2 separate regions of the Mus musculus genome follow, and region 2 is linked to region 1. A link is a contact called in public HiChIP or PLAC-seq data. All regions are on one chromosome and are shown on one strand. Each heading gives the region's core, a stretch centred on a gene start, on an enhancer-like site or on the middle of the called end of the contact. The rest is flanking DNA. Distances are from core to core; before and after follow the strand shown. Region 1 overlaps Alg9 (asparagine-linked glycosylation 9 (alpha 1,2 mannosyltransferase)). Region 2 overlaps Gm32742.

The links. HiChIP or PLAC-seq counts read pairs in DNA pulled down with a chosen protein or histone mark.
Region 2: an H3K27ac HiChIP or PLAC-seq map of large pre-B cells shows a contact between it and region 1, with 2.2 times the contacts expected there. The contact joins two enhancer-like sites. A contact is called at or near these places in 2 of 15 datasets of contacts at CTCF or cohesin (embryonic stem cells and pro-B cells), 46 of 484 Hi-C or Micro-C datasets (the AML12 cell line, B cells, the C2C12 cell line and 30 more), 4 of 115 datasets of contacts at active chromatin or transcription factors (astrocytes, embryonic basal ganglia, embryonic stem cells and 1 more) and 1 of 9 other capture datasets (adipose tissue).

Annotation. Positions count from the first base shown.
Region 1 is chr9:50,814,143-50,818,771 of GRCm38.p6, reverse strand. The region is part of intron 13 of Alg9 (asparagine-linked glycosylation 9 (alpha 1,2 mannosyltransferase)); the gene reads right to left. Among named protein-coding and RNA genes, the nearest start is that of Ppp2r1b, 40 kb to the left of the region's middle. Within about 2 kb of position 2,916, at least 19 of the 459 cell types and tissues checked have an H3K27ac peak or open chromatin away from gene starts, as enhancers often do. A contact at or near this core is called in pro-B cells, where this site is marked.
Region 2 is chr9:51,162,572-51,166,985 of GRCm38.p6, reverse strand. All of the region lies in intron 1 of Gm32742, which reads left to right. Among named protein-coding and RNA genes, the nearest start is that of Gm32742, 4.0 kb to the left of the region's middle. Within about 2 kb of position 1,310, at least 31 of the 459 cell types and tissues checked have an H3K27ac peak or open chromatin away from gene starts, as enhancers often do. A contact at or near this core is called in pro-B cells, where this site is marked.

The sequences.
Region 1 (4,629 bases), core at 1,667-4,166:
GACCAAGCAATCAGAGTTAACTCAAGGCCAATTTGCTTCTTATCAATTTCTGCCATCACTATCCTTACAGATTAGCCCATTACTGCCTTCAGGTTGGGACACTGTCAAGTACTGTATGATCCCACGATACTCAGCCTGTTAACTGAAGCCCCAGGGGCTTAACAAAGGTGCTGATGACTCTGGCTTGGCAGAGAAGCTGCAACTCTTTGAAGATCTTTGGGCTTGCACCACCACTGTTGATATGATAGACTGGTAAACGACAGACTCACTGCTAGAGGACAGATTGACAGATGACAGACTGGTAGGTAGATGTTAAATAGATGATGATAGATGTTACATGACAGACAACCACGGTGGCAGACTTTGCTGACAAATGACAATTGGGTTCTACAGATCAGAAAGGTCACCGGCTTTTCTTGCCATTTGAGTGTCAATCCTGTACATTCCCCACGACAGTGCTCAGTCAGCTCTTGTGAAGAGGGTGAACTTCCTCTCACAGCCACTTCTCTCTTCTTTACCTTGGACTCTGAAATTCCTTCCCCCATCTTAAGTGCTTGTGGCACAGCAGAGCTTCCCTTCTGCTCTGGGCTTGTTCTTCCTGCCCTGCATCTGCGTCCTCCCCGCTCACTGCATTTCTCCTAACTTTACCTCACATAGGCCGCTCTTTCCTATTTTGCTGCTTCTCCCTCCCTTTTCTATTGTTATTAATACTCACCTTGAAGCCTCTCCAACAACTTCCGACTTTACACGCTTCATGACCTCGGCTCTTCTCTCTACAGTCCTCACTGTGGCATAGCTGTCATTTCAAGCTGTTTCTATTATATAAAGTATCTCATTTGTTTTCATTTAGAGATTTGCATTGCTACTGCAGTCTACTTATTCTTCCCAAGACAGAAGTCGGGGTTGATCACAGCAAGAATATTCACAAAGGCAGGATGAGTATCCACCCCGATAGACAAACCATAACACAAAATAAGGGAACATAGGCAACATGACTCCTCCGAAAGTTCCTAGCTCTCCAAGAACCCAATCCAAGGAGATCAAAATGGTTGCAATATTAGCCAAAGAATTAAAAAGTATAATTTTTAAGTAACTGATTACTTCAAAGAAGACATGAATAAACACATTAATGAATTCAAGAACTAGATGAGAAAGTCAGCAGAGAAACAGAGAGAAGAGGGACCACAATACATAAAAGGGAAAAATCCAAAGGAAAGCAGCTCTGTCGACTGAGTTTGAGGCCTGTAGTGAGAAATTTTGTTTCTTCAAAAACCCAGTTACGTTTCTGTTTTAATCCCAGGTGTGGGGTACAGGGCTGCTTCAGGTTGTCCACAGCAGCTGACTATGATTGTCTCGTGCTTTAGGAGGGGCGTGATTGTGCCAGCTGCAGAGAGCTTATGTTTGGAATTCTGGGGACTCCTGAGAGGGTATGAGAGAGAGAGCCAGGAGAGGGTCTTGCAGAGGCTGCTGCCCCGCTGCTGCTGGTCCCTGCTATTGCTGGTCCCTGCTGTTGTGTTTTCTGCTTTTGCTATTGCTGGTTTTCTGGATTGCTAGATGTATCTCCTGATGATGAGACTGGACTTGCCCCTAGTAACTTGACACCTCTAGTCAGCAGGAAGTAGTCTAAAGAGATCTATGCCCCCTTTCCCCTCTAACATTCATTTTCTCTCTCGCTTACCTAATGTTGGGGGGTTAGAAGGGTTCCCGGTGGAAACAGTAGTAGATATAAGAACCCAACAAATTATTCTGAAAAGTCCAGTTACATAGGCCAGCCTGGTCTACTGAACAAGTTCCAGGACATCTACTGCTGAAAGAAAAAAAAAAAAAAACCCTCCAATAAAGGTTGAAAGGTATCTGGGTATTGGGTGTAAGCCATCATTAGAGTCAGTTTAACACTATGCTCACACAGACAATAATAGCAGTAGGCTCTCCCCTAGGTCCCATGACCAGCCCCAGGTATAAGCTCTGTCTGGTGAAATGGGCTGTGAATCAAATAGAAAGTGGTTGGTTACCACTATAACATCTGTGCCATATTGGGCCCCTGGGCCTATCTTACCAGGCCACTCACTATGGAGTCCTCAGCCTTCACATCTGGATAAGAATACTGACTGCTCCACCAGCAGCATGCACAGCACCGATAAAAGGGAATGTTTAAATTCCTAAAATCAAATTGAAACAAAAGCACCACTTACCAGGAATGTGAAAGATACAGCAAAGGCAATTCTAAGAGGAAATTTGACAGCCACAGGCACTTATATTAAGGAAACAAAACAGAGGAATCACAAATAAAATAGTTTCACAATACAACTGAATGTTTCCAGAAAGTAATAGGCCAAATCCAAAATCAGTATACTGAGAGAATATCAGATCTAAAATTAATAAAAAAGGAAACTGCCAGGCAGTGGTGGCACATGCCTTTAATCCCAGCAAATGGGAGGCAGAGACAGGCGGATTTCTGAGTTCGAGGCCAGCCTGGTCTACAGAGTGAGTTCCAGGACAACTAGGGCTACACAGAGAAACCCTGTCTCGAAAAAATAAAATAAAATAAAATAAAATAAAAGGCCAGGTGGTGGTGGTGGCACATGCCTTTAATCCCAGCACTTGGGAGGCAGAGACAGGCGGATTTCTGAGTTCGAGGCCAGCCTGGTCTACAGAGTGAGTTCTAGGACAGCCAGGTCTATACAGAGAAACCCTGTCTTGAAAAACCAGAAAAAAAAAAAAAAAAGGAAACCAACAGAAAGGACCAACAAAACTAATCAAAAGGAAGAAAGAATATTCAAACTAATAAAACCGGACTAAAAATGAAAGACTGGGTCTGAAGAGTCAGCTCAGGGAGAGAAATGTCTTCTGGGACTTCCTTTTGTTTCAACTGTAGGAGGGGCTGTGCCCGCACCACTGTGGCACTGGGCGCGGTGGGGATGCAGGTGCAGGGGCTCCAGCTACACTTTAGAGCCAGGCACAGGCTAGCTACAGCTTTTCTGTCCCACATGCAGCCTTGTTCAGTTTGCATTTGCCTTGCTAACTACAGATTTGCTGACCAAATATTTTAAATCCACAAGCAAAAATTTACCACACTGTAAAAACTATAAACTCAGGTAGAAATTCACCCAATCATTATAAATGACAAAAAAAAAAAAAAAGTCAATTTTCTTAAAGTCAATACCACGGATAGTAGGGAAATAATTTTGGAGTATTTTGAATGCTGTTCAATTGGGTTTTTAGTATCTTCCAATCTCATACAGCATAAATACAGCAGTGTGAATCCAACTACTGTGATGACCAAGAATGGTAACAGTAGCCAGAAAACCAACAGGGCAGTTCACTTTCTCCTCAGCTAAGGACCCAGAAGATCAGGAGAAATGCTGAGAGAAAGACAGGAAGAGGATCCTGGTTATTTCTGTTTATTGATATATAGTATCAGCTACGAGTACCTGGTACAAAAGAAAAAAGAGCTTCAAAAAATGAAAAATTAAAAAAACAAAACAAAACGTAGAAAAGTAACACTCAGCTCCTTATGCTTGTGAGTCATTGTATCATTGTGAGTGATACAACGTGAGTCATATTGTATCATTGTGAGTGATACAACGTGAGTCATATTGTATCATTGTGAGTGATACAACGTGAGTCATATTGTATCATTGTGAGTGATACAACGTGAGTCATATTGTATCATTGTGAGTGATACAACGTGAGTCATATTGTATCATTGTGAGTGATACAACGTGAGTCATAGTGTATCATTGTGAGTGATACAACGTGAGTCATATTGTATCATTGTGAGTGATACAACGTGAGTCATATTGTATCATTGTGAGTGATACAACGTGAGTCATATTGTATCATTGTGAGTGATACAACGTGAGTCATATTGTATCATTGTGAGTGATACAACGTGAGTCATATTGTATCATTGTGAGTGATACAACGTGAGTCATATTGTATCATTGTGAGTGATACAACGTGAGTCATATTGTATCATTGTGAGTGATACAACGTGAGTCATAGTGTGACTCAAAGAAAGCTTCACCACCACACCAAACACCCAAGGAATAGGTGTGACAACATGGGGGAATCCTGAAACCAAACTGCTCATCAGGTCACAACCACCCTGAGCCTCGAAAAAGAAAAAGAAAAAAAAAAAAGAAAGAAAGAAATGAAAAAAAAAAAAAGAAAAGGGAGAATTGTGACTCCACAAACAGTGCTTCTCAGTTTGTTTTTAATTTCCTTGCATTCATGTATGAATGTATGTATAAATGTATGTATGCATATACGTATATATACATGGGTATATGGATGGGTGTGTATATGGATGGATGGATGGATGGACACATTTATTTATTCGTTGAGAGGGAAAGCGAGTGTGTGTGCAGAGAGGACATCTGCAGGGATCATCAGTCTCTCCTTCCATCAAGTGGGTCTAGAAAGGGAACTCAGGTCACCGCGCTTAGTGCCAAGTACATTCATCCTCTGAGCTATCTCGCCAGTGCAGTGCTTCTCTTCTGATACTCATTTTGGAAATATAAAGTCATAACAAAACAATGAAGATAATGAGGAATATTTCAAGCATAATTTCATTATTACATTTGCTTATGCATAATAAATGCTAAGTAAATGGGAAAACTGCATGTC
Region 2 (4,414 bases), core at 61-2,560, 350 kb before region 1:
GCAGGCTGGGAAGCAGCTGCCTCTCAGCAGAGGAAGAGGAGGCATACCAGAAGACCCACAGCGTAAAAACATAGAAGTCTCCAGGAGTGTCCCAATGGCAGCTTTGTGGATGCTGACACTGGGTTCTACAGTCCCTAAGTCTAAGATTCTTCTACTCCAGTTTGCCAACTTCTAATACAAAATTGAGAACTTGAGGGGTAGTGTACACAAACTCTGTCCACAGTCCCAACACAGTGTAATCCAGGTACAGGGCCAGCCTGCGTCCTACCTTTGGCTCCGGTGGCACCCTTCCTCTTTGCATATGACTTCTAGACCTTCAGGGCCTGGCTCTGAATGTTTCTATTTCTGTGAAACCTCCAGCCTCTTCATGTGAGTCCTAATGAAGAAGCCAAGTGCTTCTGTGGGTCATGCCCCCCGGGGCTTACTAAATCCTACCAGGCATTTTGATAACATCTGGACTGCAGAAGTGTCTCACTCATCTCTGTTCCCAGAGATCTCTCATTACCTCCTCTTCCAGCACCTAACACTCTACATTACTAAGAACGAACATTGAACAAGTGCTTCCCTGGTCAACATATCCAGGATAATCTTCCAACATCTTTCTGATTGGCTACTAGGGGTTCGAAGTCAGACACTCAGAGAACTAGGAATGGGGAAACCAAAACATGGCCCCATCTCCTTGGAGAGCACACACGTTACAAAAGAGAAAATACTAAATAATACTACAGGAGATGTGAGCAAAGTGATATGAGACCCTCACTGGACATCCTCACTGGACGGTGCCATGAATTTCCAGTAATACTTTCAAGGTGTCCCTCTGTCCCTAACTTCTAGCCATTCATCAGAAAGTGGTTAACATGTTGAGCATAATTTTGAATCCACAAGCCCCTGAACTTCAGGAAATGCAGACTTCCCTACTCTATACAGCCTGACAAACATGTGTGGCTGGCCCTGCCACACACTCACCCTGGCCATGCGGCTAAGCCTCTGTGGTCAGGACCCCAGAAAGGCCTCTCCATGATTTGCATATAATCACACAATGCCAGGCACAACAAAGCCACTCAATACAGGAGAGTCTTCTCAGCTGAGTTTAAGGTTTAATCTCCTTAATACAAAAGTTTCTGCTTTGCTTTGCAGGGTTCTGGGACTCTTACTAATGATGCTAAACAAATAATCACTATTTATCTGCCCTCCCCCACCTCCAAGAGGTTTTACCCAGTGCCCCTTGCTGTTGTGGTTTACGGGCCAAGCCTGCACCTGCGCTGTGTGTGAGCTCATTTGGACATCTATCAAGGCTTTTTAAAGACAGCCAGGCATAGGGAGAGCAGTTAGAGCCAGGGAGAAGGCACCACCAGTCCTGGCACTACTGCAGACAGCCCCTCTAGGCTGCCTGTTATGATTGTAGGCCCTGCAAGAAACCCTTGGGAAACACCTTCAGCCCCTCCTCTCAACATCCAGCCCCTTCTTTATGCGTGGAGCTGATCTTCCTCTTCCTGTGGCTACCCTTCCTCCACGTGCTTCCCCTCCCAGACTCCTCCCTTCCATTTCTGCACAAAGATTCCTGTATCCGGGTGTTATTTCTAAGTCAGCTTTCCTGCTTGCTCCTGTAGGCCTTACCAGGTGAGTCAGGGTACCCTAAAATGTCAGCCTCCAGGACCTTCAGGACCAACATGCTCAGAAATTTCTGTCTTCACTCCAGTTGCTTGGTCAGAGTGTTTTCAGAATGAAGCAAGGTCCCCTGCCTCTTACTTTGATGCAGTATTTAGACATTGGTAGGTACTCAGACTTTTGGTTTGAATTGGGTGGCCTGGATATCTTGGTTATCTATTTATCTTAGCAGGCATCAAACAAGACCCTTTATTATGTTTCATGATGTTATAGTGCAGAAGTCTGTTCAGGGCTCAACTGGGCAAGCCTTTTCCTCTATTTCATTGATGAAGGTTACCCTGTGGTCTTTGGATGATAGACGGACTAACCTAAGAGTCTAAAGGTATCTTCTATTCACGGCTTCCAAGTGAATAAGGGTGGCTAAAGTCTTGTGTCAGCTAGGAACCCTCTCAAGTGTGACAGTCTCCAGACAATAGGGGTCTTTTACATGGTATATCAAGGCTTCCAGAGAGAATAATCCAAATGAACACTGCAGAGGCTATAAGGTGTCAGAAATCCCAGAATCTCACTTCGAAAGTCACTGAAGACATCCTCCTAAAGTGTTCTCAGGGGCACTAGCCCTAAAAGCAGTGCAGAACAGTTTCCTGGCACTGCATAGCCTAGCCTTGTAAATATAACATTATTGTTACCAACCTACATGTGCTAGGTTGGTTATCACTGTCATACTTTTCTCCAAAGACTCAAACTAATATCCTACCTACCCTTACTCTGACATACTATAGTATCCCTAGTTAGCCCAGTGCCTGGCCTGTCTCTTATTCCCTCAGCTGTCAGCAAGACCTCAGCTTTCCCTCCACTGTCACAAGACCCAAATTTTTTAATACATTTATTTGAGGATGGCTTTAGACTGGAAAAAAAAACCAAAAAACAAAAAACTTGAGTCAGTTCAGGACTGACACAAAGATACCACCACAAGGCAGACAGTTAATGCTCTAGACTTGACGTCTCAAGCCAGGACTTTCCTAAATGGCTCTAGTTGCATGTCCCTCCTGTTATCAAGGGTTGTCACAATGTCACTGTTCTCAGGTTGTCTGAACCATAGAGACTGGATTACCGGTGAGCAGGGCAATCCGTTTCATTTGGTACTGAGTCTCATGAGCACCTAGCAACACTTAATCAGACAGGCTTCAGCAGACTCAAGCCAGCTGCATGCCCCCTGGCTCCAGTCTGGGAATGGCAGGTGTCTGGCAGGGAAGTCCCTGCTCTCAAAGTGGGGACTCTGTGCAGAAGCTAGAAGGTCCCATATGATGTGGGTTCAGAAATCCCAGAATCTCACTTTGTTGGTCATTAATCATTGACGACATCGTCCACACATGATGGAGACATAGACTTTCCTTCTTTTTTTTTTCTTCATAAATATGTTTTGAATTTTATTATGAAGTATTTAAGCCATGCCAGAAGAAGGAATAAACAATATAATAACAGAGTGCCATGCACCCAAATCTAACTTAAATAAATGATTACCATATGAATTCTCAGGGTTCAGAGGAGTTGAGGGAAGAGTTGAGTCTGCCCATTTTCATGAGGGAAGAAAGAAGCCCTGGTGGGGAAGAGGGAAGCCACCTCAGCATTGATGGTGACTGCTCTAGTCATAGAGGGAGCATTGGTCAGGTGCTACAGCTTAGAGGAATGCTCTAAACTGGGAAACAGGATGTGGAGACCACAGCATGATCTTTCTAGTCCCGGTTCAGAGACTCCCCAAATGGCTTGGTCTGAATTAGTCACTAGCTCCTTAGGGATTCTCTAGGCCTTGGGTGTCACGTCCCAACATTTGAGCTATTCATGTCTACCTGTCTCCCACCTTGGCTGTGAACTCCAAGACTATATATACTCTATTGCCTGTATCTCATAAGCATTTGGACAAAGTCAGGTTATTGAGTTGAAGGTGTGGTTTAATCTTTGAAACCTCCATAATTAATGGTCTGGGGACAGAAGAGTTAATGGAAAGGGAAAGGAAAGATGAGTTAAAACTAAGGGACCAAAACAGACCCATCACCCAGACCCCAGGATGCTAACCAATGTCCTTAAAGGGAGTCAAAGCTCCCTGGGGAAATGGCTGATTGAATGAACAGCTACGGCAGGAAAGAGACAAGAAGAGCTTGAGATCTTGTGATGCCAAAAGAGGTAAGAAAGTGCATATGAGCACGAGAGAGAGAGAGAGAGAGAGAGAGAGAGAGAGAGACTGTGGAGTGGGTCAAATGAACTCTCTAGCCAACAAGTGCAGTATGGCAAGGGAGGAATTACAGTGGAGAAAACCTAACAGTCAGATGACCAAGGGCAACGTAAGTGCTGTCATGCCATGTTCAGAGCATTTGTCTTTGTTCCATTATAAAGAAAACATCACTTTATTGGTGTGGTGTTCTAAAAGATAAAAAACACTCCAGACCAATGACGATAGAGATTTCTAGTGAATCCCACCCAGCTAAGGCCTGTTTTACAGAGCACTTGTGTATGTAGATTGCCAAAAGTAAAGAGACTCTCGAGAAACTTTCCCAGTTAAAGGGAGGCAGGGACATGACTAAGTACAATGTTTGACCCTGGAATAGACAAGGCAGTGTGAACATAGTATGGCCATTAGCTAAAGTACTCACCCGGTATCTATAATTACTAGGAGTGGGACACACGGGAACTCTAAGAGGTTCTGCAAATCTGAAATTGTTCTTTAGAAACTAAGCTTATTAAAATACATACTTACTGTCATATTCCAGGAAAAACTTAACTTTGTAGTTAGACCCACAGAAAATCA